Linked DNA regions of Mus musculus: regions 2 and 3 are each linked to region 1. Evidence: chromatin contacts called from public HiChIP or PLAC-seq data. All regions are on one chromosome and are shown on one strand. Each heading gives the region's core, a stretch centred on a gene start, on an enhancer-like site or on the middle of the called end of the contact. The rest is flanking DNA. Distances are from core to core; before and after follow the strand shown. Region 1 holds the start of Sh3bgr (SH3-binding domain glutamic acid-rich protein). Region 2 holds the start of B230307C23Rik (RIKEN cDNA B230307C23 gene). Region 3 holds the start of Kcnj6 (potassium inwardly-rectifying channel, subfamily J, member 6).

The links. HiChIP or PLAC-seq counts read pairs in DNA pulled down with a chosen protein or histone mark.
Region 2: an H3K27ac HiChIP or PLAC-seq map of embryonic stem cells shows a contact between it and region 1, with 5 times the contacts expected there. The contact joins the promoter of B230307C23Rik here to the promoter of Sh3bgr in region 1. A contact is called at or near these places in 1 of 39 promoter capture datasets (embryonic stem cells) and 1 of 115 datasets of contacts at active chromatin or transcription factors (embryonic stem cells).
Region 3: an H3K27ac HiChIP or PLAC-seq map of bone marrow-derived dendritic cells shows a contact between it and region 1, with 7 times the contacts expected there. The contact joins the promoter of Kcnj6 here to the promoter of Sh3bgr in region 1. A contact is called at or near these places in 2 of 115 datasets of contacts at active chromatin or transcription factors (astrocytes and bone marrow-derived dendritic cells).

What each region holds. Positions count from the first base shown.
Region 1 is chr16:96,198,269-96,202,654 of GRCm38.p6, reverse strand. It overlaps Sh3bgr (SH3-binding domain glutamic acid-rich protein), which reads right to left and starts at 2,185. Exons shown (of 8, transcript NM_015825.2): 1 at 1,907-2,185. The coding sequence starts at 1,951.
Region 2 is chr16:97,994,885-97,999,270 of GRCm38.p6, reverse strand. It overlaps B230307C23Rik (RIKEN cDNA B230307C23 gene), which reads right to left and starts at 1,935. Exons shown (of 4, transcript NM_001362093.2): 1 at 1,835-1,935. The coding sequence starts at 1,837. C030010L15Rik (a long non-coding RNA gene) reads left to right here. Exons shown (of 5, transcript XR_001781957.2): 3 at 1,484-1,574; 4 at 1,820-2,345; 5 at 4,128-4,386.
Region 3 is chr16:94,995,278-94,999,663 of GRCm38.p6, reverse strand. Kcnj6 (potassium inwardly-rectifying channel, subfamily J, member 6) reads left to right here and starts at 1,968. Exons shown (of 4, transcript NM_010606.2): 1 at 1,968-2,477. It overlaps Gm31407 (a long non-coding RNA gene), which reads right to left and starts at 1,436. Exons shown (of 2, transcript XR_385080.4): 1 at 940-1,436.

The DNA.
Region 1 (4,386 bases), core at 936-3,435:
TTCAAATGGCACTGAAATATTCATCTAGAGGGTTGAATTCCAAGGTCCAGAGTGAAGGGAGACACCCCACCCCACCCCCACCAGAGTCTCCAAGGCTAAAACAAACTCCCAGACTTCAAAAATGCAGGACAATAAACAATAAACAAACCAAAGAAATCTGTGGGTTTATTTCCATTGTCTGAAGAATACAAACAGCCATATAGAACAGATAAAAGACTTAGGCTGGAGAGGTGGCTCAGGAGTACTGGCTGCTCTTGCAGAGGACCTGGTTTTAATTCCCAGCACCCACATAGTGGTGGCTCACAACCATCTGTTACTCCAGTCCCAGGGGATCTGACACCTCTTCTGGCCTCTATGTGCATCAGGCATATGTGTGATATAGTAACATATATGTATGCAAAATATCCATGCACCTAAAACTAAAAGTAAGTAAGTGACTGTGAAAAGTTTTCAACACTGAGCACTAATGTTTGAAACCCACTTCAAAACCAGCCCATCAGATCACCTATCCTTGAAAATTTATTTCCAATCTAAAAGACCCAAGCGCGAACTCCCAGGATGCAGCACAGTGGTAAGTTAACATGCTTACACAGCAAGGGTGAGGCCCCAGGTGTGAACCCAGCCAGCACTGAAGAAACATGGGTGTGCTCCTTATGTAAACCCATCAACAGCCACGGAAGTTCTGTGTTCTCAATCTCTGTGATTGGAATTCTCCACTCGAGCTGTGTGCTCCTCTTTTTCTCCTAGTCCAGGGCATCGATCAGTTCAGGGCCACATGATGTCATAATTTCCAAGTCTGAGTTAGTCTACATACTACACAACAAATAGAACCACAGAAACCATCCTGGACGAGTGGGTGGGGTTGCCAAACTCTTTTATTTTCTGCCTGCCTTCTCTGAAGATCCTCCTGATTGTCCGCGGTTGGGTGTAGTGGCCTTCAGCAAATTGTGGTTGGGGCTGGTACTTAGCCAGGGCCTGGAAACATCTCTGCGGAGTGACTGTCAGAATTCCAGCCGCAACCTGAGACCCTTCGGAACAGCTATTAAAGGAAACAGCCCCCTCTCTGGTCTCTAACTCTTGGAATTAATAGACTGTTTTCTTCCCACAGCCTTCCTCATTTCTGCTAAGTACTGACTAGAACCTTCACAAGACAGACACTAGAGTCCACCTGAAGCCAGTCTCCTACAATTCATTCCTAGACCTAGAACTGAGTCTCTAAATTGCTCTTATTTCTTCTACCAGCGGGTCTACATAAATGCAGGCTGGAATCAGAGAGTGGGTGGTCTCAAGCAATCCGAGCTAAGCCATATGGAGCTGGGCTTTTAGCTCACACTCTAGGTGCCCTCACATAGGAGAGCATTTAAAACTGTGGGCCTCAGATGGGTTTGCTGCTGTCATTGTGACATCATTTTCTACAAATAATAAGCTCATACCTACTATCTTCTAATGTTTCCAGCTATTTCAAATATAGGAGTAATTGTGCCCCGAGGTCGTTTGGACGATCTGATTCATCTCTCCCTGACCCGTCATCTGTCTCCAAGATTTAGCCTGCGTCTTACAGAATGAATGATAAAGCACTAAAAATTCCAAATGGCTAAAACTACACAGCACTACCAACAGCGCACAAAACACCGGTTAAAAGGAGCATGAAACACTCCCCCCGTCCAGTCACCTTTCACGCCAACCTGCCAGATTACACACTCACATACTTTTTCCAACATCACGAAGACAGAGGCAAAAAAGCGCAGGGCGCTCATGCTCACCGCAGTGTGCAGTTGACTCCCACACAAAAACAAAAACAGCATTCAAGGCCAAAAGCCGGGGCATACCCACTCCTTCTGCCTCCAACCAGGAGTTATCCAGAAAAACACATAGGAAGAAAGCCCACAGAGCCCCAGACACCTACCGCTATGGACCCAGAAGATGTGGCAACAAACACTTTGATAACCATTTCGACAGTCGGAAAGAGGACTCCCCCTAACACACCCCTGCTAGGGAAGTCGCTGGACAAATCCCGCAGTGACGCCCGGGGGAGCAGGTGCCAGGTCAGGGCTGGCGGTGATCCAAGCCTCTGCTCCCAGCCCTCCCCTCCAACCAAGAGGCTAAAGAGCAACGGGGAGGCATCCCGGGCTTCCCCCTCCGTTTGGGATGTCAGGAAAACGATTGGCTGATAAAAGCAGCCACTGGACCCTTTCCCTTATCACTTTAAAGGCCTAACAACAGTCCCTAAAAGGCCAGGCTGAGAGCTCGGGAGCGCACCAATCACAGACCCATGGAGAGGTGCCTAGGGCAGAAGAGGCGGGGCTCTGGAAACTGTGGGGTGTGGAAAAGAAGCGAGTTGTCCAGAGCCTAGGGAAAAGCCCAGAAAAAGTCACCTTATCCAGAACCAGGCTGGATTCACCAGGCCTTGGACAGACCACAGAACTGTGAAGACTGAAACAGCCGCACTGGCCACTTAAATGAAGCGCGGCTTCCTGATTTAAAGTTTTCTAGAGGGTTATTTAAAAACCCAACGAACTGTCACAGGATGGAGATTCCTCTGTGAGTGGCCTGTTTCCTGCTTTCTCCTTCCACCAGCTGTTGGGTGCTGTAAAACTTCACTGACACTTCAGAGCTGGTGGCTGCCGATGACTGTATCTAGAAATAATCTCCCTATTTTAAAGGCTTTGGGAGATGGGGATGTTTATAACAAGCTCTAAAGCATCTTATTTATACAGGTGATTTGAACTGCATTTAAAAAAAATCAGAGTACAAAACTAGTAAAAAAAAAAAAAAAAAAAAAAAGCCCAAATGTTAGCAGCCCAGACTCTGCTGATGGGTTTCAAAGCAAGGTCAAGGACCCATGAGGTGGCTCACTGGATAACGGCCTGCAAGCCCGAACACCTTCCTGAGTTTCATCCCTAGAACTTCATAGTGAAAGGAAAAAAAGCAAATCACACATACACACTCAGACACACAGACACACATATGTGTGCACACATATACACACAACACACACACAGAGACACACATGCACACATATATACCCTAGAACTTTATGGCGGAAGGAAAAAAATACACAAACACACTCACACACAGAGACAGACACACATAAACACACATGTGTGCACACATATGCACACAATAAAAAAACATGCACACTCATACAGAGACACATGCACACACATATACACATAAATATGCACATACATACATGCACACACACAAATACACACATACACAATCACATGCACACACATATATACACATGAATACACAAAGACACACACATGCACACAAATACAATACACACACATACACTCAGACACATGCACACACATACATATGTATACACACAGTAAAAACACAGGCATACTAATACACACAGCCACATGCACACACACACACACACACACACACATATATATATATACATACATACATATACATGAATACACATATGCACACGCACGAATATACACACACATGTTCACACACACAAATACAGACATACACACAAATACACAAAGACATACAGACACACCCATGTACATATATACACACACATACACTCAGACACACATGCACACACATATATACATATGGCGGAAGGAAAAAAATACACAAACACACTCACACACAGAGACAGACACACATAAACACACATAGCGTAGGCTGTGGGCTGTTTCTTCTTTCTTGTTGGTTCTTCTTGAGGCAGCAGAGGGGGAAGAGCATAGGTGGAGGGTAAGACTTTGTCTTATGAGTTTCTGGGGTAAGGCTTTGTCTTACAAAAAATTAAAGGTTGCTGTATAATAAAAAGTTTACTTATCTAAGTCTGAGTTACAGTTGTAGCTGACCTGCCTCTGATCCTCTGAGGCCAGAAACTTCCGTCTCTAGCACATAGAACCTCATCCTAAAACAGCAGGTGATTAAGTAAAGGATTAATTGCTGGAGCCTTCTCCCTATTGTCCAGATGCCTCTTGCTTGTCAGACTAGGGGGATGTTTGGAGCAATAAACTTCTATTGAACCAGGAGAAGAGAATAACACTCTCAGAAGGAAAAACTTTTACATAAGCAAATATGTATAATCTCACATAAATTCATATTCAGCTTCATTCATGTTCATTTATTCATTTTCATTCAAACCCAGCTGGGCCCAGCTTACATACATTCTCACAATCACATATACCTACACACACACACACATACACACATACACACATCCATACTTAAATATGAATATGGAGCAAACGACCAAGCACCGGTGCAGAAAGAACTCACTCATTCTGGATGAAAACTGTACTCCAATCTTTATTACATAGAGAAAGAAAAAAACTTCTACCTTTTTAATGCTAAATGAATTAAACCCATGTGTGTAAGAAAAAAAAAAGCTTTATTTCTTTTAAT
Region 2 (4,386 bases), core at 686-3,185, 1.8 Mb before region 1:
GGGGTGGGGAGGTGAGGGGCCAGTACAAAAAAAGAAACTAGATTCAAGGATCTCTTTCTCCTCCATCCTTGTTTCTGTCCTATCTGGTGTTAGGGGGTGAAAGAGGAGGGGGTTGGAGTTGGGGGGGGGGAGGGGATTAAGTGTGTGTTAAAAGAAGAAACCATAAAGTAGTAAAGACCAGCTACACTGGTTAATACTAAAGAGGAGCCAGACGAGGATGGATTTTGCATTCCACATATGCTGCCACCCTTAAGTCTCTTTTAGATTCAGGTTCCAGGTTAAGTTCTGAACAATTTAAATATAGACTGGAGACTGCAAGTCTAGCCACTTAGACAGATGGGAAATTTACACAGCAAATATAACCCCGGGATCATTTCTTAAGTACACCAGTGCCCTAACACAGCAGGTTAGTGAGAGTGTCCTGAGTGGAAGGCTCCAGATGATGAAAAACACTGGAAAAGGAAAAGGTAGAAAGTAAAAAAGCTGGGGTGGGGAGGACTTACACAAGCTATGGCTCATGCTAAGTAAGCTTCTAAAGAATACCATCTTGTACACGATTGACATGAGGGAAAGGAAGGAGATGGGAGACATCTATGAAGTCAGGAGAAAGATGAAGAAACTATGAAGTCAGCAGAAGCATCATACAATGGGACACACTCAGGAGAAGTCTAATCAAATAGTTGCTGCACAAGGGGAAACTCAGTGTATCTGAAAAAATTTCTGACCAAGTCTCTCATGGCCTTGGGACTGATAACCACAACCCCGTACGGTGGGAAGAGTTGTGCTCTCAGAATCTGAAGCAACCCCTCCCAAAGGCCCTGGCCCCAGACTATTACCAGCTCTCCCAAGCATATTCCAGGTCTTAGAGAAGAAGCTCTGTTTTATCTCTATACCCAGAGCCTCAGGGAAAGCTCCCAAGGCCTAGGCCCCAAGCTGTGACTGGCTCTGCCAAGCATGTTCCTGGGTTTCATGAGGAGCTATGTCATTCTCCATATATGGAAACCTCAGGGAAAGTGTAACTTAGCACTCAATACAACAGTGTTTTGTTTTGTTTTCTTTTTTACCTTCTCACATGGTTGTCACTAGGCATCATCTCACCCATGTGGCAGAACTATGCTTTTCTCAAGAAGAAAACTGAACCTTTATGCCACACCAGGCCTTACTGTAGATTGTGATCCTGTAAGGCCCCATAGACCAGCCTGTTAGAGGCCTGCTCTTTGATATGAAGATGAACCTAGTGGATGGTAGTAAATCAAGTTTGTTTCCTTTGTTATGGTTTGGTGCCCAATTTCTGGACAATCCGGGTGAATTAACTTGTGTATCCTAGCAACCTAATCTCTAACAGCCCTAGTTAGCACATTACCTATCTGTGGGATGTTTTACATGCAGTCCACCCTCAGATAAATTCTACTTGGAGTGCCTTACTATCTCCTAAGCTTTAGTAAATCCTTTAGATCATTAATCCTGCACTTTTACATCACAGCTTGATATTGGATTGCTACCCAGCACATGAGATGTCTTTTACAACCTCCACAAAATTAACTCCAATGGATTGTCCACCTTAATGGCAAATGGTAAGAACAGAACTTGCAGAAACTAGTACTCTCTGAGTTTGGGATCATGCCAAAGATCTTTCTACACACAGGCCAAATGCTCTGCACAGATGCAGCCCCCACAGTGAAGTTATTCAGAGGCTACAGCTGGGTCCCCCAAGTGGCTAGGACCTCACACGTGGCCGCCGATTCCCATTCAGTCCTGTGAAAGCCCCACCACACCAGCTCGCGCTGCTGAGACCCCTGCTTCTCCCCATTGTTGGCAGTGACCCTGTGCTTACCATGTCGCAACTTCGGAGCTTGCCTGTGCACAATCCACAGCATCCAACCGCAGGAAACGGAGCACGGCACACAGAACCATTCAAGCACTCAACCAGGAAGCGAAACCGACACCACCGCACCCGGAAAACCCGCCTTCTCTTCTGACACGCAGGTCTGCCTGGAGGCTCTGATTGGCCAGTAAGTCTTGAGTGAGTCGAGCACCTCCCTTAGAGTTAGAGTGTGCTGAAGCCACACAGTGTAGAAGTTCTCAGACCAAGCTTCAAATCCAGGGACGACCTTTTCCAGATCTACAGGGATTTTCATTTCTGTAATACTTGTGCCGGTCCTCCAATAGCCTACCCTTCTGTCTCCCCGCACAGCCCCAGGGAGGAACCACCACTGCACCTATCACTGCTCAGCCGCTTGCTCCTCCCCTATGTGAACAGTTGACCCCGTGCTCAGCAAGTCCTTGACTTTTCAGCCTGAGCTTTCCTCACTCAGTAGACTGTTTGCCTTCCTCCTGGAATCAAGGTAGTTAGCTTGCATAGCTCAACTTGCAGTGGAGTTATCAATCTGTCCTACAAGCGGAAGGGTGCCCAGGATATTAACGATTAAAAAGAGATTTGGGGAAACAATAGTTTTGTTGCGGTTGGGATTCAGACCCGGGACCAGCTTCTGATCTGCATATATTTAACACACCAAAGCTGGCTGGGTGGAGCCATCCAGCAGCCGCGGGAGAACTGAGTTTACCTGAAAGGGGTGCTGGAAATGAAAAGATGGGGGTGGGGGGTACGCGAGAGAAGAATGAAGTCAAGACAAAGATTCTGATCAAGACTCAAAGTTTAATAATAGGCTTTACGTTTATAAAGGGAAAAACCACAAAACCCATCCCCTTCTTTAGCTGGAATATGTTGTAGAACAAGGTCAGCACAGGCAGCCAAAACAGCTAAGTTCCCATGGGAACCTGCAACTGCAGCCAAGACACATGTCTCTATCCAGCTTGATAAGGCCTGTCAAGATGAATGTTCAAGGTCTGCTTAGCCTGCTCAAGGCTGGGAAGGTTACAGCTGAACCTCCAGGTTCTCCCAGCTCTCCTCAGTCTCCACCTGTTACATAGCAAAGTTGGCAGACCCCACCTTGTACCCTGAGCTTTCCTGTCTCCAGAAGATCTTCCTATATAATCCTGACAGTTTGTACTCTTTGTCTCTCTGTTTCATTCTCTCTCTCTCTCTCTCTCTCTCTCTCTCTCTCTGCCTCCTCCTTCCTCCTTCTCCTGCCCTTCCCCCTCCTCCCTCCACTTCCCTCTCCATCTCCCTCCCCCCTGCATGCCTTGCTAGCTCCTTCTCCCCACCTCTGCTCCTTATACTCCCATCCCATAACTTCTCTGACCTCCTTGGGACTAGTGAACTCTCTGGTTCCTTGGGATCACTGAATCCACTAGAGAGCTACCCCCAAATAAACCCCCAAATACTCTAATTTCACTTGGGTTGAGTCCTTCATGCTGGGCTTAGGTAAACTGCAGCTACTTTTCAGCTGGTAAGTATGTGAACCCTGGAAGGCAAACAGGAACCAGATAACAAACCCAGTGGAGCACTATGGTTAGCCAACACATCTTCCTCACTGGGAAGCTAAACATTCATACACAGAGGCTTCTGCAAGGCCTCCCCACCCCAGCTTTTGTAACTTTCTGCCTTCTACTTTTCATGTCTTTTTCATCCTCTGGGACTTTGTACTTAGGAACCTGTCACTGATGTTGTTTCAGGACACTGGTGTACTTAAGAAGTAATTCTGGGACTATATTTGCTGTGTGTCTGTCTAATTGGTTAGACATGCAGTCTCCAGTCCATATTTAAATTGTTCAAAAATTAACCTGGGACCTGAACCTAAAAGGGGCTTAAGGGTGACAGCATAGGTGGAAATTAAAATCTATTCCCAGCTGGATCTTCTTTGAGCATTAGCCAGAGCTAAATACATGCTGCCATTAAAGAGATTTCTCTCAATTAATCTTTTGTGTGTGCAGTGATAAAATCTTATATAGTTATAGACTCCCTTCTGTATGAGTTCTTTTAGGACTTCAAAGACTACTGAGATATGCAAAGGCTTTAACAGATTGATTACACACTAAAGGTTTTACTCTTGTATGAAGATCCCAGGAAGCACAAAACTTTACCACACTGTCTGTGCTTATGGAGTTTCTCTGCAGTTTGACTTTTTCTCATGATTTGTAAGACTACTGCTACATGCAAAGGCTTTACCACATTGTTTACATTTATATATTGTCTCTCAGGTATGTATTATTTTCTGTATTTGTAGATAACTGTGCTGTGAAAAGTGCTGGAGTCCATCTCTGGTGGGGTTCTGGAACCTGAAGACAGATGTGTGGTCTCCGCAAAAGTGAGGACTCTGACTACCTGTTAGACCTTTCAACCAAGTGGCACTGAATAGCTCGAGTCATCTTTCTTTAAACAATCTTTCTTTAAACAATCACAAGCCTGCTCCCAGGAGCAGTGATATCATTGGTTATTCTACTTAATGAAATCATAACATCAGCATTATAAAAGCCCCATCACTG
Region 3 (4,386 bases), core at 719-3,218, 1.2 Mb after region 1:
TGGGTCCCTGAGGGCTCTGAGGGGCAGCATCCTGCAGCCCCTGAGCACAACTGATACACTCAGGCAGATCTCATTGTCCGAGCTCCAGGGAATAGATGAATTCAGATGGCCTCACAGAACCCCATGCCAATTAAATGTGACCTGTCCCATTCAAAGCACAGTTGTGTACTATTCTTGAAGCTCAGAGGACCACACACAACCCTAGCTGCAGTTTCATGCTGGGGGTTCTGGGGGGTTAATGGAGATAGAACATATCTCCACTGTCTAATTTCAAGTGCCCTGTGAGAAAGACACTTTGGAAATTCTGATGGAAATATATACTAGCCATGCCCACTTTGCAGATTAAATAAAGCACTCTTTACACAGTAGTGCTGAGAACTGATCTAATGTTCCAGGGCTAACACCCCTAGGCCCCTAGGGCATTGTTCTGCCAGGGCCTTGCTTTGTCTTCATTTCTGACACAATTGCTAAGCCCAGCAGACTTATGTAGCATAAGATCACATGTTGTGCATAGTAATGCCTCTGAATGCCACACAAAAGCTGAGGCACGAGCAACTGAGATCACAGTCCCTCGGGGAAAATCATCAACAAATACAAACTCGTAGCCTGTGTGGGTAAGGAGGGCCCAGCTGTTGATGCAAACTGAGGTAAACACCTTTCTGTAGCAAAGTTGGCTCAGAAAGCAGACAGTCTTCCTGAGAGACATTAAAAGATACAAATAGGGGCTGAGATGACTTAGAGCTTAAGGGCCTGCATTGCTCTTACAGAGGACCCAGATTCTACTCCAGCACCCACACTACCCAGCTTATAATTCCCTGTAACTCATGCTTTGGGTAATATGATGCTTTCTTCTATACTCTGTGGGTACACACACACACACACACACACACACACACACACACACAACACACGCATGCATGAACATGCATGCACACCTACTTTTAGAGCGCGAGTTTAGAATAAAATATCATTCACTGCTAAGAGCAGATCTCGATGAATCCCTTCATCAGAAAGGGTCACCTTCTTGAGCTGTGAAGTAAACAGAATACCCCGTGGTTAATAGGGCCATTATAGAATTATCAGCCAGTGGTGTCAATTACTTTTACAGACCCTTGCGAAACTATTTCTCCTTGGGTTAAAAATGCATAAACAGGTCTGTACTTGGGTGGAAGCTAGATGCGAGAAGGCTTTGGAAATGAGCTACTGCTTGCAAAATGACCGTAAAAGAAAGTCAGGTTGTACTGTGGGATGCCCCCTGAAAGAACCATGCAAAAGCAGGTTAAATCCAAACTAGGTGGCTGTCCGAGGGGTGTGTGTGTTTACAGGCAGTTGAGATTATACTCAGAAAGCTCAGAAAGCTTAACCAAAGTAGGGGTGGGGGCAGCAGCTGGCACTACGTCCCTGGAGTGGTGGATAGGATAGAGAAAGCACAGCACAGACTTGCTCTTAGATCTGTGTGAGCAAAGTCTTGGGCTGCAGGCCCCCCCCCTCACCCCCACCCTCAGGCCCCTCTTGCTGGCTAAGGCCTCTCTGGGCTGTGCTGGCCACGTGTGATCTATTTCAGCCCAATGGATGGCAGTGAAGAAACCCCACTTTTCAATTTTCGTCAAAGCTAAAAGAGAAGCTATAACAAGTAGGCATAAACTGATCCTCAAGTTTAGGACTTAAGTGACATGAGGGAATGGAAGGTTCCTGTGCATCTAAGACCCAAAGACTCCTCACGCCCAGCACTAGAAACCCCTATTTCTCGGTGGCGCTCCCCTGTTTTAGCGCCTGAGTCCACTGCAGGTTAAAAAGAACAAGAGGCTGGGCGAAGGGTGGGCAGCTAGGGTCCGGCTCCATCTCTTCCGCCTCGCCGCGAAGCTGATCACTGTGTCGCCTCGGTTCTCCAGCGCGCGGCGCTGCGCCCGCTTTTATCCAGAGACGCGTCGCTTCGTGCGCTGACAGCGCGGCTCAGCCCGTGGGGCTGGAACCGAGTAGCATTCGTTGAATCTGCGGCTTTCATGACGTCTCCCTGCAAGGTCTATCACTTTGCTCCTAAACGAGGATTTATTCCCTCTGCCACTCAAGGCTGTCCCCCAGTTTCCTCGCAACCGGGCTTCCTCCTCAGTCCCTGCCCACACGCGCACTCCTCTGCCCCGCGGTGGCCCCAGCGCCCAGCCCTCCAGCCAGAGGGAGCCAGTCACCAGACGGCAGCACCTGGCTGGAGAGGTTGGGCGGGCCGAGGGTGGGGATCCGCGGGAACCGGCGAGTCGGAGCTGGAGCAGGAGCTGGACCCAACCGCTAGCAGCAGAATGGAGTCTCCTGAAAGCCTGCCGGGGCTGATGTGAAATTGGACCATCTGCTTCCAGTTGGTCTGTTTCCTCCTTTTCTTGTATTTTCTTCCCTCGCCATTCACCGTGGAGTGAATTATTGAATCTTGCTCCGTTCCGAGAGAGGCGATCAGGATGGAGTGAACCTACCCTGTCCACTACAAGGTAAGCAGTGCGTTTGAGTTGCTGAAAGCGAGGAGCTGGCATGGATCCCAGACAGATGTTCCGTGTCCTAGGATCCTCGAGCCTTCGGGTCCTGGCTGCCAGGTCCCCAGCCCCACTGTGGCTGCTTGCATTCCCTACTCAGCGGAGACATGATGCTGAAGTCCACCAGAGGCAGGAAAAGCTGCCTTTGGTTACATAACCAAAAGGAAATGTGTCTCATAGGGTTTTCATTAGCTGCTTAAAAACTCGCCTGGGTGGGTGGCGGGAGGAGGGGTCTGCCTGCCCTGGGCGCTAGAGAATGGGTCAGTTACTGTGGACCTTGCTCCAGCACCTCTAGTGAAGATCAAACATACAGATGATCCCGCAGGCAGGGGCGGCTGGTGGGGTAGGCAGGGAGAGTTAGGAAAAGCCCATTGTCTTGGTGGAAAGCGGTAGCCTTGTTCTGTTTGGGCATAAAGAGGAGAGGATGCGAAGGAGGAAAAGTGAGCAGAAGGGCGAAATGAACCTGAGACAGGGGAGGACTTCTCATAGTCTTCATCAGTAAACCCGAGATGTGCCGTGCTGATGAAAGACAAGGACTAAGTAAACTAACTGAAAGCAGGGAACACCAGGGTCACACGAAGTGTTTATGGCATTTAGGGGCTAGATGAATCTGCTAACTTAGCTTCTCTCTGGATATGTGTTCATTTGTATCAAGACGTTAAGCTTGGGTTAGTTTTTTAACTGAAATGGTATTCTTATTCCCCACGCCTAATAAGCCCTGGGTGGATCCACAGGTATATATACAGGGTTCAATATGGAGAGAATATTAGAGGGGGAACAGATCTACATAGAAAAGGTCACAGAAACAACCTGAGCTTATTGAAAAGGAAATAACAGAATTTTCCAAACAACCCCTTCTTCACCTCTACTTCCCCCAAAAGGAGAGGACTGAGAGGGGGGAACCCTCCAGTGTCTGGGAGTTTGCAATTCATTATAGCTTCAGTGTGCTCCCAACTGCTTTCTCCAAAGTCTCCGGGTCCTGGGGAGCTCTCAGGTACCGTGTGCTATGCACTTCCGTTCAAGCACTAATGCCCTGGCTAGCTTTCTTTTGGTAAAAAATAAATAAATAAATAAAAATGGAGAAGGACAATGTCCGAGAAAGTGGGCTTGCTACAATCAGGGCTGAGCTAACTAAGCTTCGCCCATTTTGCCTGGAGAAGGAAGGCGCTGAGTCTCCATGGCGACCCAGGTGGGAGGAGACATAGCAGCTCCAGCGACAGGAAAAACCGTTGGACAAAACTTTCTTGGCTCCAGGCAAAAAAATGCCCACCGTGTGCCCTAAGGGTATCCTAGGGTATCAGCTGGGTCCAGCTCCCTAAGAGTGATCCACGAGAGGGCACTTATATCCTGTCAGGCTCTCCTCCAACATGGCAAAGTTTCCGTAGATGCCATTCTGAGCAGGTTCTGGTTTCAGCACCAAGGCCAGAGCAAGGTGCAGCGAGTTCATGTCCCTGATAGGATGGCTGCCCCTAGCAAACTCTAGATCTTGTGGTCTTGGGAAGGCAATCTCTATCTATCAAATTCCCTGTTCGTGCTGAATTCGGGTGTCAGATTATCCATGGAATTATGTGGCACACAGGAGTTAGCAAATCAACCATTTCATGCATGATGGTGCATCAGAGTAACTGCTCAAAATAAACACTGAAACCGCAAAAGATCAAAGCTGACCTGAGAACATAGAAAATATCCCTCCTCGAGGAAAGGAAACACGCACGCACAAGCGCGTGTGTGACACACACACACACACACACACACACACACACACACACACACACACGTGTGCTCGAGTGAGATCAGATCCCGAGGAAAACAGTTGAATTTGAACCAAGTATCTGACTCACAGAAAACGTTCACAGGCTCCTGCCTC